Linked DNA regions of Mus musculus: region 2 is linked to region 1. A link is a contact called in public Hi-C data. All regions are on one chromosome and are shown on one strand. Each heading gives the region's core, a stretch centred on a gene start, on an enhancer-like site or on the middle of the called end of the contact. The rest is flanking DNA. Distances are from core to core; before and after follow the strand shown.

The links. Hi-C and Micro-C count contacts between places; a contact is called where the count stands out from the background.
Region 2: a Hi-C map of the N1E-115 cell line shows a contact between it and region 1, with 2.2 times the contacts expected there. The contact joins the enhancer-like site here to the promoter of 1700039I01Rik in region 1. A contact is called at or near these places in 3 of 39 promoter capture datasets (the 3T3-L1 cell line and neural stem cells), 1 of 484 Hi-C or Micro-C datasets (the N1E-115 cell line), 4 of 115 datasets of contacts at active chromatin or transcription factors (embryonic forebrain, embryonic midbrain, embryonic stem cells and 1 more) and 1 of 9 other capture datasets (embryonic stem cells).

Annotation. Positions count from the first base shown.
Region 1 is chr1:63,251,279-63,256,744 of GRCm38.p6, forward strand. 1700039I01Rik (a long non-coding RNA gene) reads right to left here and starts at 1,918. Exons shown (of 3, transcript XR_373460.3): 1 at 1,208-1,918. It also overlaps a transcript of Zdbf2 not described here.
Region 2 is chr1:63,567,171-63,572,300 of GRCm38.p6, forward strand. Adam23 (a disintegrin and metallopeptidase domain 23) reads left to right here. Exons shown (of 26, transcript NM_011780.3): 22 at 679-798; 23 at 3,740-3,908. Among named protein-coding and RNA genes, the nearest start is that of Gm22281, 5.9 kb to the right of the region's middle. Within about 2 kb of position 2,916, at least 1 of the 459 cell types and tissues checked has an H3K27ac peak or open chromatin away from gene starts, as enhancers often do. A contact at or near this core is called in the N1E-115 cell line, where this site is marked.

The DNA of each region.
Region 1 (5,466 bases), core at 668-3,167:
GCACGCGCACTCAACACCACACACACACACACACACACACACACACACACACACACACACACAGAGAGAGGAACTCAGAGAATAAACATGAGTGACTATCTGAAAATGCATAAATACACAAAAATACATACATACATGAAGATAAAAAAATAAGTAAGTGTTAAACACAACGAAGCAGAAACCCCTGAACTTCTAAACAGTCCAGGCATCGTGTTGCACCATGATGAGCTGTCTTCACAACTCTGACCTATAGAACTAGGGATGTGTGCCAGGGCTTGCATAAAACAAGAGACGAAGACCAAGATGCCTGAAGTCACATTAAGCTCGATCCCTACAGCGAGGTCCCTGGTGCAGTGTATGCATTGCAGCTCACAAACTAATTGTACCAGAGTATTCTTGCCAGCAACATAGTGGGTGTTAAGCTGGCGCTGCCAGATGTGGTGCTTCCAAGAGTTCTGAGGGGAGAGAACTGGGACACACAATTACTGCTGTAAGCCTCTGTGCAGAGTTACATCGTCAAGAGATCTCAGAGGTGATTTTGCCTTCGTTTCATTCACCAGATTGTTGTATCCATTCAGAAAATTGGAGAAACCGATTTACTTATTGAATTAGTAGTTTAGTATGGTAGATAGAGATAAAGGATGAAATTTGGGAATAGACAACTGCAGGTGAGACACAGGATGAGCCATGTGGAAGGGGACCACAGCTCCTATGCCCCGTCCCCAGATGAGGTTAGGATTTGGTGTGATTAGAGATCTAGGGTTAGCAGTCAATCTTTTACCCTAGTAACTGTGTTTTTTTTTTTGGGGGGGGGTGGTGTTCTTGGGCTAGGTACACTGCTGTGTTGATTGCCAGTCTCAATGAAGCCTGGACTCTTGGTGAGAGTATATGTGATAGACCTCTCCCCTCAAACACTTTGGGCTCCCATAGACCTCCAGCTTTTAGTTGGAACTCTTTGGGGAATGATATGTGTTTGGGGGACTCTAAACATCCCAGTCAACTTGTCTTGGAACTCTCCAAATGTCCTATCCCTTAGGGTTCTCATCTTGGACTCTTTTGGGGTACCGTGCACTACAGTTTTGTTGTACCAGTGACAGTTTTTATATCTTTGTCACGACTCTTACTCAGCTCAAGAAGAACTCAGCTCCCCGGTTTCCCAAGTTTGATGTACGCCGCAATTCCGACAAAAAAGAGAGAGGATACTCACATAGCGGCCATCAGCAGGAAGCGTGCTCCCACTAGCGGTGTCTTCTTGGTTAGAGCTGATGTCCACGGCACAGCACCAGAGCAGCAGGCAGATCGATCATCACTTAGTGGGGTCCAAACCACTCCATTACCGAGCCAATCTAATCATGTCCCCCAGACTCAGCTGAGCTATGGTAAAATATGAAAGTGACTGAGAAGGAGAAAGATCGTCTTCAAGATTTGATTGTAAGAATGCAGGTGGCTCAAGTCCCACAAGATCACACAGAGCGACCCAGGGTTTGAGAAGAGCAGGTGCTTGCAGGAACACTCTAGAATCTTCATTGTACGTCCTGTGGATTAAAAGGGCAAAACGAGGTAATAAGCAGGGCTGCCGTCTGGCCTTATTTTCTGCCAAGATTTTAAAGCACGGTAGTGCACACCAGTAATGTCGAAGTTAACAGGCTTGCTTCTTTCAAGGATAGTTCATAGCGTGGGGCACAGTCACACTGTGTGGTAGATGCTGAGAACTATCTTTTCTTGTAAATCTGAACCTCCGTGACCTGGAGCTCCCTTCCCATCCCCCAGTCCTTGGAAACCTTTCTCATCTATGAGTGGCCCTCCGCTCCTTTAGTGCTTCCCCGGGCGGGCGTCTTGTCCTGCCAGCAGCTGTGTCTGTCCTTTTGTGAGGTTCTTTGTTTGCAGGACCTGCCACACAGATGTCTGTAGTGGCTGCCTTGCTTACTGTCGGTGTGTTTCGGTCTCATCTCTCCACTATCCTGCACGACTTGCTGCTCCTATTTTTTGCGCAGTCTAATTTCCTTTGGTTGTGTTAAGGATTTGTACACATTTTAATTTGTACACACAACACACCCTGTGTGTAGGGCTTGGAGCGTAGTTTTTTGTTTTGTTTTTATTTTGCTGCAGCTTGGTCTTCAGTTCACGGTTTTCTTGAAAACCTTCCATCCTCTTGTCTTGGATGCTCTGGCTACAGCCGTTTGAAACCTTGCTGGAGCCTCAGTCTGCCCACAGTTCTTTACATACTTCAGTGAAGGCTTATTTAAATCCCCCCCCCTCTCTCTCTGTGTGTGTGGGGGGGCACTTTTTTCCACCTTTCCGTGAGTTCTGGGGAGCAAACTTAGGTTGTTAGGCTTCTACCAAGTGCTCTTACCTACACTACCATCTTTCCAGCCCTTCACAGAAAATTAAACAGCTATATAGTCGTTATTCCTTTTTAAATTTTTATTTTATTTTACAAATTATTGTGTGAATGCTTTTCCTGTATGTGTGTGTGTGTGTGTGTATAATGTGCACCATGTCCATGCCTGAGGCTCACAGATATTAGAAAATGGTGTCAGATCCCTGGAATTAGAGTTTGGAAGTCTAGCTGGCCGAAGTGGGCACATACTTTTAATCCCAGCACTCCAGAGGCAGAAGCAGGCAGACCTTAGAGTCTGAGGCTAGCGTGGTCTACAGAGCAAGTTCCAGGGCAACCTGGGCTACATTGAGAAACTCTGTGTTGTCTTAGAAAAATAAAAACAAAAACAAACAAACAAAAACACAAAATACCCCAAAACAAAACAAAAAGGATGGTTGTGAACAATCATTTGGGTGCTGGGAACTATGGGTCCTCTCCAAAAGCAGTTAGTGCTTTTAACACCATCTGTCCAGTCAGTCGTAATATTTTTTATTTTTTTATTTTTTATTTTTTTTTTAAAGATTTTTATTTATTATTATATGTAAGTACACTGTAGCTGTCTTCAGACACACCAGAAGACGGAGTCAGATCTTGTTACGGATGGTTGTGAGCCACCATGTGGTTGCTGGGATTTGAACTCTGGACCTTCGGAAGAGCAGTCGGGTGCTCTTACCCACTGAGCCATCTCACCAGCCCCGTAATATTTTTTAAAAAGAATTGTTTGTTATGTATATAAGTAGGCTGTCACTGTCTTTAGACACACTAGAAGAGGGCATCAGATCCCTTTACAGATGGTTGTGAACCACCATGTGGTTGCTGGGATTTGAACTCAGGACCTCTGGAAGAGCAGTCAGTGCTCTTAACTGCTGCACCATCTTTCTAGTTCCCCATATTGTTTTATGAACAGATTCCAGTGTCTTTCTAGGCTAAAAGTTGGAGGCACAATTAAGATCTTCAAATATCAGTAAGCCTTGAGTTCACAACTCAGTGTTACCATCACATAAGCCACATGCTCAGGTTTTCAGTACATAGATGCTAACACAAACTTGTTAGGAAAGCTGGACACTCAGGACCAAAGCTGTGAGGGAGCCCCAGGAGCACGAGCTGTTTTCCTCAGGAAATAGTTCATCAAATCACACAGGAAGGATACAATGTAAAACGTTCAGCACACTTCACTTGCAGAATTATGATTTGTACGCTTTTGTTCTATAAATATGTATTCTTGCACATTTGGTTTTGCCTGACCAACATTTTGTTTTGTTTTGTTTTGTTTTAGACTTTTATCCACCAGAAACCTCAATCTTCCTTATTTTTCTTTAGTCAGGCAGGAACAAAGGATGGATACAGACCTGGTGTCCCAACCAGAGGCTTTTTTTCTTGAAAGCCCCCAACTACAAGATAATCTCTCCTCCTCCCCTTTGTAGGTGTAGCACTGGGGATCAATAATAGTGGGCTTTGTGAATAATAAGCTAGGCTTACCACCCCATCTTAGCACGCCTGTCTGTCGTTGTTGTGTTTGTTTTTTCCAGACAAGGTTTCTCTGTATAGCCCTGGCTATCCAGGAGCCACTATTTTTTTCCCTCAAAAGTCTTTGGAATGGCTTATTTCTAGGCAGCTACAGTATATTTCCCCTCACACTGGACATTTGCCAAGCTCCTGATAGTATCAACTATTCCCTGCTGTGAGCCACAGCCTCCATTTCCAATTCTGACTGTCCCTGTTCCTAACCAGCTGCTTCCTGCTCTAAGGTCTCCTCATTAGGGTCAGAGGGACAAAGAGAAAGAAGGCGCCAAATAGACACCACAATCTTCATACCTATTGTCCCACGGTGATGCCATTCATTGCTGGCTGTGAGCTTATTCCCCACAGAGAATATAGGCTAGGGATGGTCCTGCAGTAACTCCTCACTCAATGGGTTCAGGGACTTGCTCCCTGTTCCCTCGCTATGGGAATTAATTTCCTGTATACCTCAGCCCTTGACCCGACAATTAGATCCCACCTGGTCAGCTCTCTGTTGGGAAGGGGGAGGGGGAGCCCTTGCCATCAGTCCTTCCTCTCTATGGTCGGTCTGTCCGTTCCTGTCAGAACAGAGATGTCATTTTCCTCCCAATGGGAAGATTCATGATGACACTGGCAACAGAATACTTGAGGGTGGACAGAGATGTGGCTGGGACACTATGCTATGCAGCATGAAAGAGCTACAGCCCCTCAGTGACAGAGCCCTGAGTGTCCCAGTGCAGTTTCTGGGCTTTCCTTCGTTTATGTGAGTGTAGAAGAGCTAACATCCAGGGCAAGTGCAGACCGCCACAATGCTTTGACTCTCCTGTTTGCAACTCTCTTTTTACACTGTTATCCTGTCTTCCTCTAATTTCCTTGTGGCAGGAAGCAGGACTCAGCTTTGGGCTGACAAGATTTGGAGCTAGTCGTGGAGCAAATCTATGAGCCTTTCTCTAGACACCTCTATGGCCTGGCTTCATAATGGTTAAGTGTCAGACCAGTGACCAGGCGTTCTACACAGGGGGAACTTACTTTTGCAGATGAGCCTTTATTTATAATGAGGTGACACCTTGATAAACACATTGTAAGATGAACACATCTTAAATTGAAAACAGATTGAATACGCCTAAGCTACTGCACATTGTTGCTTAGCAACACTGCGCAGCAGAGTACCATTTTTTTTTCTCCTGGTGATTACGTGGCTGGCTGAGAGCTGTGGCTTGCTGCTCTGCCTGGTATCTGAAGTGTTTGTTATATTGCTAATCCAGGAAAAGATGAAAATTTAAAGTATGAAGCCCAGTCTCTGCTGAATGAACATTGCTCTCTCTTCCAACCTAAAACCCCATTCCAAGGCTTATCATCACCTCTGTGGGTGTCTTACTAGGACACACCCGTGGTTACTGTCTGGTTTTTATCCAGTTTATTTCTAGAGAGACAGCTAATGTCTAGGAGAGCCCTACTGGTAAGAGAGGGGGTGCAGGTCAGGTAAGAAGGGAGGAGGCAGGAGAACAAAGCGCAGGGGACAACAAATCACTGAGATAATTACAAATCCCAGAGAAGATGGGGTCTCCAAAGCCAGTGGGTAGGGG
Region 2 (5,130 bases), core at 1,666-4,165, 320 kb after region 1:
GCCCCGTGGGCTGTGAACTTCCGTCTTAGAGACTTGACACTTCACTTGTTTGTCGTCACTCTGTATGACTCATTGTTTATTGAACAGCTAGGCTAGTGTGGAGGTAGAGATGTCCTTATGACAGATGAGTCATGCAATGTCACCAAGGATGCAGACCAGTGCTCCCCTTCTGCTTTATTGTGTTGACGTCTAAAATCTTACTCTTGTGAGCTCACAGTTGCAAGGCAGATGCAAGAGCTGCACATTCAAAGGTGGATCTTCTTCATGTTCTGGCTTTTCCTCACATCCGTTTCTAGGCAGGCTGTGCTGCCCTCCGCTCTAGAGTGGGGAGGAGGGATGCACAGGGCAGGAGATGTCAGGAACAGGAGCACGCTGCTACAGATGGAGAATATTGCTGGTCTTTCTTTCAACGGTGCACACTTCACTGCCATGAGTGAAGCTGTGCTCCTCTAGGTAAGGAAGTGGGGCTGGCATAGCTAGGACAGTGTCTGAGTGCATTTATTCTGCAATGAAGAGACTATTGAGGGATCTGAGGGCTGGAGATAAGGCTCTATTGTAGACTGATTGCCTGGTGTCTGAACTTTAGTTCCCAGAACTGTAACATGTAAAAACTAATGTATGTGTAATGGTGTTTTGAGCTGGATTCTTCCTGTCTTCTGCCTTCTCAAACCCGTGCAGTGATGTGTTCTGTGGATTTCTGCTTTGCACCAATCTTACCCGAGCTCCACGTATCGGTCAACTTCAAGGAGAGATCATCCCGACTTCCTTCTATCATCAAGGCCGAGTGATTGACTGCAGGTAACAGATAGAAGTCAGGAAACCCAGGAAAGAACGATGATCGCAGGTCTCAAACAAGAAAAAGCTGAAAACATGGAAGAGCAAAGATTTTGTAGTTTTCATCTTTTCCTCCCACATGAAGAACCACTTTGAAAAGTAGTATATTGATTTGCAAACTTCACTTGCCTAAAATCATAGTGGTTATCAGTAGTTAAGACCGTTTTCCAAATCACAATCTTAGGAATAGAGTTATGCTCCAAGTTATAACCCATCTACCCAAAGCTCTAGGTTAGAAGTGTTCAGATGTTAGAATGTTTGTAAGTGCACAATGAGGTAGCATGAGAATGGGACCCAACACTAAGCATGGGATTTTTTTTTTTTCACTTATACCTTATACACACAGGCTGAAGGAAATTCAGTCATTTGTGCATCTATTTTGTTGACATAGGAACCATGTGTATTCATTGAAATACCTCCATCCAAGCATACAGCACCTGTTAATTACGTCCAACCATCCCTCCATACCCTGCTTCACAGTCCCAATCCCTATTCCTCTCTCTTCTGCCATGAAGCCAACTTTTACAGGGTGATGCCTTTGTGAGAGGCTGTGTTTATCTTTCTGAGTGGAACTTAGTTTACATCTCTTCTGAAAACGACAGACTTCATTCTACTTTGTGGCTGATACTGTTATGCATACACTAGATCTTCTGTATCTATTTCCTTTGATGGCTAGCTGGACTGATTCTATATCCTGGCTATTGTGATAATACCACAGGAAATATATAGTAGTACTATCTCGTATCTAAAAGAACCCCCCATGCTGTTCTGGAGACTGTACTAATTTATGTTCCCACTCCCAGTGCATTAAGGGTCTTTTTTCTTCTGACTCTAGCCTGCATTTGTAATTATTTCTTAAATGACAACTGCTTTAAGTGAGTTGAGATGACATCTAATTGTGTTTTGAGCTGCAGGTCCCTAAGTCATTTTGAACTTGCCTGTATTTATTGGCCATTTATGTTTCTTCTGAGCAGTGATTTTTTCCCCCAGTACTTTTAGTGTGCCTGCATTTTAACTGTGACTGTGTTTTAAGTGGATGTTTCCACTTAGGGCATCCTATAAGTACTCATAAAATTTCACATTTTGAAGCATTTCAGAGTTCAGTGTTTTGGATTAGGGATAATCAATCCCTGTACTCATTTTATCACTGGCTAAAAATTTTGAGCATTGCAGTATATCACTATTTGAATACTGTGCTTCATTTTTCATAAAACATCCAGTTTAAGCAGGATATTATGTCGCATGTATCTGGTTTAGAGGATGCCCTAATAAGTACCCAAGCACATACAGATAATAGACATTAAATATTTTTATTGGTGTTATCACACACATCCTTTTTCATATCCATTCGTCTATGTACACATAGCACATAGACAAGAGGCGTGTGTTTTCAGCCAGGAAGCTGCATTACATCACAAGTAAGAGCCATTGCTTTCAGAGTAACCATGGTTCTATGGTGGCGCTCTCTTGTTCAGAGGCACTGCTGTTAAAACACCTTTGGGATCCTACCACAGAACTGACACAGTTCTTGTCCCTTTATTTTCACTCTCCCAGAATTTCAAACCACCTTTTAATGGGAGTGAATAAATGTTTGAAATTACCCAAGAGTAATTCTGCACAATTTCATGACGTCTTGGTCAGATAACTGTTACTTTTCCATCTTGTTGAATGGCTCTGAAGGTAATTTTAACTAGGCCTTAGAGAATAAGCCCCTCCCTGGGAAACATCTGTAGTATTGTCTCTAGACTTTCCATGTACACAAGCACTCTTCCAGCGTGTGTTACCTCACCTGTCTTTAATAGCCTTACTGAATTATAAGGCTATATTACAAACTACCATATTGGTAAAACATTCAGCAAGACTCCTTGTTAATAATAATTATATCCAGTTTCTAATTATTATCCAAATTCTAATTACCCCTAACGTTGAAACATAAAAGGTAAGCACTAGTAAAGTCCTGGCTTTCTCCTTTCAGTTGTGATAGCCCAATCCTTTGAGGTAATAGTAATGGTTTTCAAATCAAATACAGCCTTGCTCTGCTGTGTTTGCTCAGCATTATTTCCCTCCCATACTATCTTTTCCCCACCAGGCCTTGGAGAATCAATCACACACTTTCTTCTCTGTCTACACAAACACCTTTCACTTATCCTTAATATTGAGAACACCCAAAGAGTTAGAATATTTCCTGCTGATAATTGTTGTTCCTGATGCTGTGTGCTGTAAATGATAACAAACAGCAGTTTCTTTCTTGGACTTTTATTAAAGATAGGTGGGAGGGAAGAAAAGTCTCGAATAAACCCTGGCTCACTGTAACAGTATCTCTGTTTCACGAATGGCAAGCCTTGTGCGGGCTGGCTCTGTGTTGTTGGATAGTGTGGTGCTTATGTTTATGTGGGTCACTGTTGAGGTGTGGTCTTTTGCTATGTATTGTAATGCTGCATACTGGCTCTGGTTGTCCTTACCTTGCCCCGCAAGTTAGCCCTGATTGATAAATAAAGATGCTCACAGCCTATACTGAGGCAGAAGAGACTAGGTGGAGTTTCAGTTCCTGGGCTTGGGATCCGAGGCAGGAGACCACGGGAGATAAGGAAGAAGGTGGAGAGAGGAGAAGATGGCATTGGGTAGGTAAGTCATGGAAAAAAATGGCCATGAAGGTTGGCCAGCTGGAGATAAGAGCAGCCCAGATAGATAACAGAAAATTATAACTCAGGGTTATTGATAGGGAAGTAAACATTAATAGCTTAGAGGGTGGATATGTGCCCAAGTCTGATGGTGTGAAGGCTTCTCGTAAACATAAAGGCTTGTGACTTTTATCTGGGCACTGAATGATCGAAGGTGGGGTAGAACTGAGCCCCACCCCATTGAGATGAATTATTTAATACAACAGATCACTGTCTGCTTTCAGTGGTGCTCATGTAGTTTTAGACGATGATACAGACGTGGGTTACGTTGAAGATGGGACTCCGTGTGGCCCCTCCATGATGTGCTTAGATCGGAAGTGCCTACAGATTCAAGCCCTGAATATGAGCAGCTGCCCACTTGACTCAAGGGGTAAAGTCTGCTCCGGCCACGGGGTAAGTAAGTAAACAGCAGTGTGATGGTTTGACCTTCATTGTCTGGGACCCTGGGTTCACAGTGATAACACAGTCAGACACGGACATTTCTTACTGAGACTGTGGCCAGTTTCTGTGCCCTGATTATCATCATATTCTGAGTGCCTTCATCTGCTAAAATAAACGTTTATAAATTAATTTGAATTATTTATGTGTATGGATCACCTTCTCCAGCTATAACTCGACATCAACACATAGAGACAGGCAGGTGACACAGAGGAGAGCAAGGTGACAGGACCAGGAAGCTTTTCTTCTGGTGATGCTTGGTTAAAGCACAAGCTCACAGGGAGGCCAGGTAGCCTGGTGTGCTGATCACTTTGCTTGTTGACATAAAAACATATATATATATATATATATATATATATATATATATATATATACACACACACACACACACACAACATAAGTAATTCCAGAGAGGAGGGGGTGGCTTGGCTCATGGTTCAAGGGACATAGTCCAGCATGCTGGGGATGGTGTGGCAGCCAGGAACTTATTCCTCCTATTTGTCAGAGCAGGAAGCAAAGGCACGGACCATGGGTGCTTAGCTAACTTCTTTTTTCTTCAGACTCAGACCCCATTCCATGGGGTGGCACTAGGGTCCCCATTCAGGTGGGGCCTTTCTCCTATAGCTGATCCTTCAGAAACACACTCAGATACACGCCCCCACCCCAAAGGTGTGCCTTACTCATGTCCTTCAGGTATTTATTAATCCCAAGAAGATGACATTGAAGTCAGCCATCCTATCTAGTGACTTAAGAACACGAATTCAGGGGCTAGAAAGAGTTTTGATTTAGATCCTGGCTCTGCTCAGTTATGTCTTAGTGACTCTGGGTGGGTACTTACCCTCTCTCAGCCCTTAGCTGATGATGGAGTGCGAAGTGAGGGAGAAGCTCGTCGTGATGTTAGAGGCAGAGGAACTTGACACATAATGAGTGTTCAGTACCGTTTCTATCCAAAATAAAATCACCAGGTAGACTTTTTAAGCATTTTAGTTGCTGCTCTAGAAATATGAGACATAAAAGCTCTGCTGTTTTCCCTTGTCCCATCTCATTTTTCACCATTTTTTAAAAGCAAAGTTCAGTCTTATTAGTCATAACCATATATTACAGTATCTTGGATTTAAAAGCGTTGGCATTTGATTTTATCATTTCTAATGATAAAAGGGTCTCGGCACCTTTCTTT